3 separate regions of the Mus musculus genome follow, and all the other regions are linked to region 1. Evidence: chromatin contacts called from public Hi-C and promoter capture Hi-C data. All regions are on one chromosome and are shown on one strand. The core of a region is the stretch at or near the end of the contact, and the rest is flanking DNA. Distances in the headings are between cores, read along the strand shown. Region 1 holds the start of Prkn (parkin RBR E3 ubiquitin protein ligase). Region 2 holds the start of Sft2d1 (SFT2 domain containing 1). Region 3 holds the start of Sod2 (superoxide dismutase 2, mitochondrial).

Region 1 (3,548 bases), core at 610-3,109:
ATTAGGCAATACAACTAGTTAAACAAAACAATGTAACATTGTTTGTGTAGGGTTTTTGTTTTTGAATGGAAGTTCCTTTTCATGGGGCAGGGGACAAGGATACAATCATTTGTGTTAAAACGCACACTTATTCACCCTGTAAAAAGAGTAGCCAAAGAAAGAAGAGTTTTAAATCTGTCTTCTATTTCCCTGGTTTTTATTACTAATTAATTTAATTGTAACATTCAAATGGCACAGTTCTTATTAAGAGGGCTCCAGGTAAATCTAAATAAAGCTGGCTAAATTGTGTTCCATCCTAAAGTTATTAATATAATAATTTATGAGACTTTAAAAATAGTTTTAAGTTTTAGGTCTTAATTTCCTATATTTATATAGCCTTAGGGGACATTTGCTTATCAAAATCATCCATGAACTAGTTTAAGTTGAAAGAAACTAAACGTGTGTAATTGTTTTCAAAATATGAGGTATTTCTCTCTTGTAAAATCTGTATTTTTTTTCCTAATCTGTCCCACTTGGTTCGCACTAATCAGTTCAGATTTGGGTTTACAAACGACTCTTAAGTAAATGTCACTTAAAAGCTTAGTGCCATTCATAAAAATGTATACTTTTTTTCTTAATTTAACAAGTTTCCAATTCATTCATCCAAAATACACACTGCCCTATGGAGGGAAGAAGCAGCTAGACACCATGAGCGTGCACCTCTGCTTCCAGGAGCATCTTAGCTGCCTAGCATGACTCTCAAGAGGAAGAGAGGAGGGCTGCACACTTGTAACATTACTTTTATGAGTTAAAACAGACTCGGCTACTTTCACCGTGTAACGCATTTACTTCATAAATGCACCTCTCATCCATCTTCTAGACACATCTCAAATAGACCGACTTCAGATGTGCTTAGTGCGATACCTGTCAGGCATATATCACAAACAAGTTCACTACATCTTCAGAACATCACTTGGATGGGGGCGGCGAGTCTACAGTAACGAAACCTCCAAACGGGAATGTGCGCTAAATTATGCATTTATTTCTACTTATCCCGGAGGAGAACCCAAAACGTGGCTTCACATATAACATCTCTGTCAGGGAGGTCCTTTCCAATCTGCCTACTTCACACTGCTTAGAACAACCCTAGTGGCCACTTCCAAAGCTGCACTGGTCAAACTGCACCCAGTCACAAACTGTAGTGGGGGAAAAAGCCATCTTTGCAGTTATCTACTCGGCTAGTCTTTCGTCTCAGATCTCCGAGGACACATTTAAAAAGACAGAACTGAGGTGCGATCTCCACGAGGCAGATGCTTTCCTGAGATTTTCTTTAAGTCCTAGGGTGTGTGAACTCGCCCTGAAGTGAAGGACAGCTTGACCGAAACAGACCTGGGCTGGTCACCCCGTGGAGCGGCAGGGCGAGCCCCGCCGTCGGGGGTCGCAGTGGAGCACGCGGGTGTCCGTGGGGATACAGTCTTCAGCGAGCTAACCTTGGCTAAGGCAGGTTGGAAACTCATACCTAATGCTCTAGCACACACCGGACCAGGCTATGGGCGGGGGGGGGGGGGGGGGCGGGCCGAGGAAGCCCACAGAGCGGACGGAGCGCGGCACGCACGCCTCCGCCGTGACACTGACAGGTGGCTCGGGTCGGCCCCCGAGGATCCCACTCGGACCCGTGGGGTGTGACGTGGTGCCACACACGGACGCGGGGCGGCGCGGAGAGATTGTACCTGGCAGGCACCCACGTACCTATCATGGTCACCGGGCGGGTGGTGGCTGCGGGTCGAGAAGGACCTACGCGGGCACTGGCGCCCGCCCGAGCCTCCCACCAGCGTTTCTGTCAGGTTTAGTCATCCAGGCCTCCTCCCCCTTCCCCTCGCGAGCCAGGCGGGCGCAGTGCGCACGCGCAACCACCCGCCCCTAGCGCGAAGCCTGCTGGGAGGCGTAGTTTTAACCCGTAAGATTCGCCTCCGGCAGCTGCAACTGTCTTCGCTGGTAACCTTTTCCGGAAACGCTCGTCACGGAGGGGCGGGACTAGCGTCTCCTAATGTTGACTAATCGCTTAGCAACCGGGAGGCTTACACCTTTGGAAGCTCTTAGAGACTCTAGCCTCGGATCCCAGCCCTCTTCCCGCCCCTCTCCTCCCCTAAACTCCCTCCACCTTGGTGCTGCCAAACATCTGGATCTCCCTGGGCAGCACGAGGGGTTGAATTTCTACCACTAGAGCCTTTTAGAGTGTTTTCCCGACCCCCTGCTCACTTCTGTAAAAGCCACTGGTTTTTCTTCCACACCTCTGATAAGAACAAGACGTTTTCTAGGAAGAATGTGGTAGAAAAAGAGACCCTGACCTTAAACAAATGCCCAGACAAGATGCCGAAGAGGACTAAACTGCTGCCACAACAGACGTTCCAGGTGCACCAGCCTCGTTCCCTGGTTTCTGAGGGCTTCACAGTCAAAGCCATGATGAAAAACTCAGTCGTAAGTGATCTTCCTCGATTGAACGCACTTGCTCCGAATCAGGGGACATGTGGTTGTAGAGGATGACAAGCCCTGGGTCCTGGTACTGTTTACCAGAACTGGCAATGACTCGGTCAGTAGCAGACTCTGCCCGACAGTGTGCAGAGATGTAGGCTAGGTGGTTAAAGAACCTTTGGGGCAGGCGATGTACTGAGTTAGCGTATAAGCACCTTCTTGAGCAAGTGTGCTTTCTCCACTACCCCAAATTACACTTAAGCTGTTTCACTGGTAAGGGGGAAAAAAATCCTTATCTTTATTGTAAACTTAGTCCACTCAGTACAAGACCTTCTGGAGTGAATGCTCTTAGAAGTCATAGGCTTTCAAAATTTAACACGAACCAGTATGAGACACATAAACTCATCAGTAATATATACTAATTTATCTCATCTGGGACATTTTAGAATGCCTTAGCATTTACTCAGCAACATTCTGACAAAAAAAAAGGTATTAACCTGTTAAAGTATTCAAAAATTACTTATGTGAAGACTGGTTCCTGATAGGCCTTTTAAATACATTTTAAACAATATAAGCTCTATTTCAAGTGTCTCTAATAATACAAGCCCTATTTCATTTTTATGAGTTGTGATAATACAAATAAAATATTCTTAACACGAATAGGGGAAAATATTCAAAGGCACACAAACGGTTTAGCTATATGCCTAATACTGCTTTTCAATCTTCTTGTTTATTAAATACCATATGATTTGGTATGCTAAACCATGTTTGTCTACTGAGTGGGCACCTGTTTAGGAGTGTGAGAGATTTAATACTAAATGTAGTTTTCAATTTTGTACAATTTACACCCTGAGAGGATCTTATTATACAGCAATTCAATATATTAGCTTAATAGTGTTCTTCGTTGTCCCACTATATTTCTACTTATATATTGCAAATCTTATACATACCACTTAGAGGACACAAATGAAGTAGATTACCTGTAGACTTCCAGCTTGGATTCCTATGTTGCTATTGTATATTGGTTGATCTATAGTAGTTATAGAGTGTAAAAGCAAACTGCAGAGTTACAGGAAACAGAAAAGGTGCATCTCTAT
Region 2 (3,548 bases), core at 362-2,861, 2.5 Mb after region 1:
CTACCCTATGCACTACGGCAACCCTAAGCTTCCCAACCCACTCTACCTGTTCCACGCACTTTCCACTAACACTGTAACCGTAGCACCGGAGGCCTCTATCAGTCACTGTTATTACATCCACAGTGACAACGGATAACCACCTAACAGTCTATCACCACCAGAGCGTTCCACCTTTGACTGAACTCTTCTTTACACAATCTCCTCTCTTCCGGAAACAGCTCCAAGGACCAAGTTCACTTCTTTGTCCCCAGGATTTACAAGAGCACTGCCTGACAACACTCCAGCAATGTCTGAGCAGCAGCCACATGCTACTCAACACTTAAAAACGGCATGCACCACTACGGAAATAAATTCTACATTTTAATCTGTTTACATTTTGAGTGGCTACATGTGGTCATAGCTACAGCAAAGATCTAGAACAAAGAGTGGAGCATGAAGCAGTTGATACTATCAAGCACGGTGGATAAGCCATATTTACAGCCATTGCTGAAGTGACTATGTACAGGTCTTTTGTATTGCAATTACAATACTGATTTCAGTTCTCAGGAGGCAGAGGCAGGAGGACCTTTGTAGCTCCAGGCCAGTGAGGGCTACACAGTGAGACTTTGTCTTGGAACAAACCCAAAAAGAACAAACAAACAAAACACAAAATACAATATAGAGTTCACTTGTCTCAACACGGGCTACCTCAGCCCTGCCAACAAATAAGTCAGAAAGGAAAAACGAACAAACAAAACATCTTCATGTAATACAAAATCAGGCCCAGGTCTGTGCCAAGACACACCAAAATGTGCTAGCGTGCAAAACACAAAGCAGTTCCTGTTTGCCTATTTTTAATTCTTACTGGAGGAAGTAAGTCTTTATCAAGTCTCATGTCTGGGTCACAAGCAAACAAGGGCTCTGTTAATTAAACAAAACAAAACAAAACCATGCATTACTAAGGAGGGCTGACTTCACAGGCAACCTTTGGCACGTCCGTGCTCTCCAGTCTCTCGCCCAGATCTCAGCCTTAATTTTTTTAAAGATCTATTTATTTATTATTTATTTATATGAGTACACAGCAGCTGTCTTCAGACACACCAGAAAAGGGCATCAGATCCCCATTACAGATGGTTGTGAGCCACCATGTGGTTGCTGGGAATTGAACTCAGGACCTCTGGAAGAGCAGCAGTCAGTGCTCTTAACCGCTGAGCCATCTCCCCAGCCCCAGATCTGTCTTGAGACCTGGAATGAATGAGCCGGCCACAGGCAGCCTGGCCCCGAGGCCTGCTCGCTGCAGGGGCGGCGGAACTTGGTGCAGGAGGGGAGGGCGCAGAGAAAGGCCATGGCAGAGAAGCGGGGACCGGACAGTCCCGGGGATCCGGGACCGACTCCCCGAGAGCGGTTCGCGGTCCCCTCTCCCACTGTCGCCGCGGCCGAGGACGTTACCTGCGCCGTCAGGCCTTGCTCCTCGTCGTCCTGGCCGCTCAAGACGCGCCGCAGCTTCTCCATAGCCCTGTCCTCTTGCCACGCCGCCGACCCCTAGCTCGTCCGGCCCCCACGCCCACCCGGAAGCCCGGAATCCGCACCTTCAAGCGCCGGCCGGAAATCCGGACTTCCGCTTCCTTCAAGCATGCGCACCTCCTTGCTCTTTAATCTGCTGGGGCGGGCCTGATTACGTCACTTCCGGCGCGCCCACGGGTGCCCGCAGGGGGCTGGTGAGTGGCTTTTCTTATCCTCAAGATCGTTCAGCCAGCCAGTAGGGAGGGACACAGTTAGAGCTGTCTGTCCGGCCTGGTGCAGAGAAACAGTGTCCAGTTGCATGACTGTCCAGGCACTGAGTGACAGGTCCTGCCCCGATTGTTTTGGGTTGGAGAGATGGTAATGAAATGGCCTTTATTTTAACGATTTCACTAACAGCTTCCTCCTTAAAATTGGATCAAGAAAAAAAAAAGGGTTAATTGTCAATCCTACTGCCTCGCGAAAGGCAGTCATTACTAGAGAAGGGGATCTTTTACAGATGAAACTGCTCCAGCGTTCTCAGGGAGTTAGACCTGAACGAACAAAAGTGCGAAAGCCCCGTCCCTTTGCCCTTTGAAAGATTACAAAGATGATAACGAATGTACAATAAAAATCGTCCTTGATGTCCAATAAAATAGTTTTTAATATGGCTACACGTTTTCCCTTTGAAGTATAGTAACTTCTATATTAAAAAATCTGATAACAGTAGTTATGAAAAGTCTGTTTTTCAATATATATGAAATTGCCAGTACTCACAATATAGTTGAAACCTCGATTTGAAGGAGTCAGTATGTACTTGAAATAATTAGTGGCAGTTTAAAAATTCTGGTGACATATACATGGATCTTAATGTCACAGTGAAACCCATTAATTTGTACAAATGATAGGGTGTTAATTATAGTAACAAGAATAAACAACGATCCTAGAATGTGTTGCAGACAGAAAGCTATTTAGTAACCCAGTTTTGCCTGAGACTTAACCTCTTAGTGTTCTGATTTGATATATATGTGACCCCACCCCCTTCTGTCATTTGCCTGTGTGTCTGTGTACCATATTCATGCACAGCCCATAGCTATCAGAAGAAGGCATCAGATTCCCTAGAACTGGAATTAGGGAAGATTGTGAGCTGCTGTGTGGGTGCTGGGAAACTGAATCCTCTGGAAAAGCAGCCAGTGCTCTTAACCACTGAGCCCATCTCTCCAGGCCCCTGTCATTCTTAAGGCCGAGTACGATCTTATGTAGAATAGAGACCTTGGGCAACACACATGTCTTGAAGTGTAAATTGCCTGACAAATTTAATTATATAGAACAAAATGTAACTATTAAAAACAAGGACTGAGGGCTTGAGAGATGGATCAGAGGTTAAGAACACTGGATGCTCTTCCAGAGGCCCTGAGTTTGATTCCCAGCACCCACTTGGTGACTTCCAACCACCTATAAAGGGATCTGATGACCTCTTTTGTCATGCAGGCATACATGCAAATAGAGCATAATAAATAAATAAATATATTTAGTATTTATTATATATAACATATATTAACTTATATTATTATATAAATAAACAGAGCATAAATAAATCTTAAAAGCAAAATAAAGACTGAACTAGAGGTGGTGGCGCATGCCTTTAGTACAGCACTCAGGAGGCAGAGGCAGGCAGATCTCTTGTGTTAGAGGCTAACCTGGTCTACAAAGTGAGTTCTAGGATAGCCAGGGCTACACAGAGAAACCCTGTCTCAAAAACCCATACAACCAAACAAACAAAAGGCCAATGTATAGGTTTTATTGTTTCTTGTTCCCTAGAAGCCAAACCTGTCTTCTGAACAATGTTACAAAGAATTTATTAGATCCATTGTGGGGGATAATAAAATGAGTAAGGGCCTAGGTTCTGGAGAGAAACTGGGCTAGAATCTTGTCCCCACTCCTTGTAGCCTTGGGATTTGACAAAAATCACCACAAACCTTGGCTTCAGATATGGAAATAAGGAAGGCATAATGGTGCAAGCCTTTAAACCCAGCACTTGAGAGGCAGAGGCAGTGGATCTCTGTGAA
Region 3 (3,548 bases), core at 401-2,900, 2.2 Mb before region 1:
GAAATTGTGGTTGACTCAACAGGTAAAACACAAAAAGGCTCTTGCCAGGAAAACCTGACACCCTGACTTGAATTGACAATCTGAGCTTAGTTTCTGGATACCACAGTGGAAGGAGAGAACCAATGCCCTAGGTTATCCTCTAACCTCCACTGGCTCCGTGTGTCAGCACGAATCCATTCACACACACACACACACACACACACACACACACACACACAGAGGTTTTTTAATACTATAGCATTCCCATATACATCATCTAGGGGTGCAAACACAGAACTCTGCACTATGGATTTTGTTGGCTGAGCGCTTAAAAATATAGGTAAATAAATAAGCTTGCCTACTGTTCCATTCAGTGACAGATACTCAGTTTCTCACAAAATAGCTATTTTTCTTGTGAACTTTGACCCCAAAAGTACCAAGTCTAGCCTGTTCTGCAGCTAAGTGCTCGTTCCTGTCTTTTCCTCCCCCCCCCCCCAAGGGTAAAGAGTGTGAAACAGGATGTCCAGAGATATCCAAGGGGTCAGGGAGTCCCAGCCCTAGACTGAACTAATCCTATTGTTGTCCACAACGGTGACAATAATCACAACTCGGACTGCAGTCTTCTGATGCCACTTCAGACCCTCTCCTGCACCTGCTGCCAGGCCACCAATATCGCTTGCTCTCAGCAAAACCCCAGCCACTTCTAGCCCCAACCACCCTCTCACCCAAGGGCACCTGGCTGACCCAGCTCGGGCACTCTCAACCCTCCTGCAAATGGCTGCCAAGGCTACCTGAAAAATAAGCAAAACAAACTCTCCTGAAGCCACGTTATATAACAACCGCATATTTTAAATATTCATATGCAAAACAAAAACTAAATATTCATTACGCAAAAAGGAGCAGCGTCCGAGAGCTGTCTTTAAAGGACCACCACCAATGCTAGCTAGCAACACGGGTGACAAAAAAGGACACAACAGTAAGGTCCGTCAAGTACTTTCGTGAGGTCCTGTGTTTTCCGGGATAGGAAAGGACGTTTATGCGAACCAACGGAGGTATTCCCCGGCATCGAAACAGACCTCCGTCCGGCCACCGGGATCCTCGTGTGCAGGGGCCCCGCACCTACCCTTGGCCAGAGCCTCGTGGTACTTCTCCTCGGTGGCGTTGAGATTGTTCACGTAGGCCGCGTGGTGCTTGCTGTGGTGCAGCTGCATGATCTGCGCGTTAATGTGTGGCTCCAGCGCGCCATAGTCGTAAGGCAGGTCTGGGAGGCTGTGCTTGTGCCGGGAGCCCGCGGCACCGGCCACAGGGCCCAGCCTCCTGCCCGTGCTGAGAGGAACAGAGAGGACGGCGGGTCACGCCACTGACACGGCGAGCCAGCCACGCCCGCCGCCCCGAGACCCACCCGTAGGGGACGCCGAGGCCCCGGGGCCCTGCCGCTCACCTGCACGCCGCCCGACACAACATTATTGAGGTTTACACGACCGCTGCTCTCCTCAGAACACGGCCGTTCGCTCGCAGGCGCGCGTCTGCTAGGCAGCGTCCGCCCGGCGTCCGCAAGGACACAGCGAAGCGGTGACCCTGCCCGCAGCGCCCATCAGCGGAGGGGAGGACGGCGACACGGACGGCCCGGCGCATAACGGAGCGGCATCCTGGGAAGGCAACGTCTCCCCTGTGCCAAATTGGTAGAGGCCGCGTGCTTGCTACAGCCACGCCCCCACCATCGGCCTTGGCCCCGCCCCGCCTCGGGGAACCCCGTCCGCCCCGCGGTGTGGCTCCGCCCCTCCTCGGGCCGCCCTGTCCAGCTCTGGCTGTGAGCTGCAAAGCTTCCACTCTATTTCTACTCCTGCTTCTGGGAAACCCTGGAGACTTTCCTCCGGAAAGCCAAGGCTCTGCTGCTGGTCAGAATTATGGAGTAATCAGGGCCCCTCTGACCCAGTTAATTTATGCCCGGAGTGACCTTCCCTGGGGCCTAACCTGACATTAAATCACGTCGCAGGTTTGCGTGTGTTCATCTTTGTTGCCCCTGAGACTGGGGTTGCGGACTCCGGGTGCAGCTTGCCAGTTAACTAGTAAGAGTCCGGATTAGAAGGCGAGGTTCATCTTTCTTGATTAAACTCTGCAACATTCAGTGACTTCAAAAACCAACCCACTCGACCAAATGTAAAAGGACATTGTTTCCCTTTGTGGACTTATTAGTCTAAGAAGCAGTGGCTATCAAATGTTTCCATAACAATTATACAGCTTTCCTCTTCTACTTAATGGGTTTATGTCTTCCCTGATTAGAAAACACTAAGAAAGCAGAAGGCAGTTGGCTGAGTAGTTCCCGGTGGTTTTTTCCCACCCCCTTTGCAGGCCTCCTAAGGATGACAGGGCTTAGGGTAAGGGGAATTGCAAGAGGATGCTTTCCGGTAGGGAGAAACCTGTCCACAGGCGTCAGACCGGAGCTGTATGGATGACCTGTGTCTTAGTTAGGGTTTTACTGCTGTGAACAGACACCATGACCAAGGCAAGTCTTATAAAAAACAACAGTTACTTGTGGCTGGCTTACAGGTTCAGAGGTTCAGTCCATTATCATTAAGGTGGGAGCATGGCAGTATCCAGGCAGGCATGGCACAGGCAGAGCTGAGAGTTCTATGTCCTCATCCAAAGGCAGCTAGTGGAAGACTAACTTCCAGGCAACTAGGGTGAGGATCTTATGCCCACACCCACAGTGACACACCCATTCCAACCAGGTCACACCTATTCCAACAAGGCCACACCTCCAGATGGTGCCATTCCCTGGCCCAAGAATATACAAACCATCATGCTCCACTCCCTGGCCCCCCATAGACTTGTTCAAAAACATGAGTCTATGGGGGGCCATACTTAAACATAGCATAATGCAAAATGCTATGGTGGTGTGGTGGCACATGCCTTTGATCCCAGCACTCCGGAGACAGAGGCAGGCGGATTTCTGAGTTCAAGGCTAGCCTGGTCTACAAAGTGATTTCCAAGACAGCCAGGGCTATACAGAGAAACCCTGCCTCAAAAAAAAAAAACAAAAACAAAAACAAAAAAAAATGCATTTAGTCAAACTTTTCAAGTCCTCATAGTCTATAGCAGTCTCAACAATATTAAAAATCCAAAGTTCAAGGTCTCTTCTGAGATTCATCCAATCACTTAACTGTAATCCCCAAAGAAAGACAGGAAACCAGCTGGGTAAACTCCAAACTCTGCGTCTCCATGGCTGATGTCAAAGCGGTCTTCAGATCTCCACTCCTTTTTCATCTTTGTTGACTGCAACAACTGCTTTCTCCTGGGCTGGTTCCACTCCCTGTTAGCAGCTTTCCTTAGCACGTATCCCATGGCTCTGGCATCTTTAATAGCTTTGAGTCTCCAAGGCAATTTCAATGTTACAGCTTCTTGTTTCAGTGTCTGGGATTCCACTTGATCTTTTGGGCTCCTAAGGGCTGGCATCACTTCTCCAGCTCTGCCCTCAGTAGCATTCTAAGCTCAGGTTGATCCACTCCACTACGGCTTGTTCTTGGTGATCATCCCAGGGTACTGACATCTCCAATACACTGGGGTGT

What was found. Promoter capture Hi-C pulls out the DNA fragments that hold promoters and counts their contacts. Hi-C and Micro-C count contacts between places; a contact is called where the count stands out from the background.
Region 2: a contact with region 1 is called in a Hi-C map of CD4 T cells, with 6 times the contacts expected there. The contact joins the promoter of Sft2d1 here to the promoter of Prkn in region 1. A contact is called at or near these places in 1 of 39 promoter capture datasets (pre-B cells) and 1 of 484 Hi-C or Micro-C datasets (CD4 T cells).
Region 3: a promoter capture Hi-C map of pre-B cells shows a contact between it and region 1, with 6 times the contacts expected there. The contact joins the promoter of Sod2 here to the promoter of Prkn in region 1.

What each region holds. Positions count from the first base shown.
Region 1 is chr17:10,838,670-10,842,217 of GRCm38.p6, reverse strand. It overlaps Prkn (parkin RBR E3 ubiquitin protein ligase), which reads right to left and starts at 1,859. Exons shown (of 12, transcript NM_016694.4): 1 at 1,729-1,859. The coding sequence starts at 1,735. It overlaps Pacrg (PARK2 co-regulated), which reads left to right and starts at 2,027. Exons shown (of 5, transcript NM_027032.2): 1 at 2,027-2,457. The coding sequence starts at 2,350.
Region 2 is chr17:8,309,166-8,312,713 of GRCm38.p6, reverse strand. Sft2d1 (SFT2 domain containing 1) reads right to left here and starts at 1,611. Exons shown (of 8, transcript NM_134114.2): 1 at 1,429-1,611. The coding sequence starts at 1,491. 4930506C21Rik (RIKEN cDNA 4930506C21 gene) reads left to right here and starts at 1,596. Exons shown (of 5, transcript NR_073374.1): 1 at 1,596-1,697.
Region 3 is chr17:13,005,941-13,009,488 of GRCm38.p6, reverse strand. It overlaps Sod2 (superoxide dismutase 2, mitochondrial), which reads right to left and starts at 1,650. Exons shown (of 5, transcript NM_013671.3): 1 at 1,421-1,650; 2 at 1,103-1,305. The coding sequence starts at 1,443.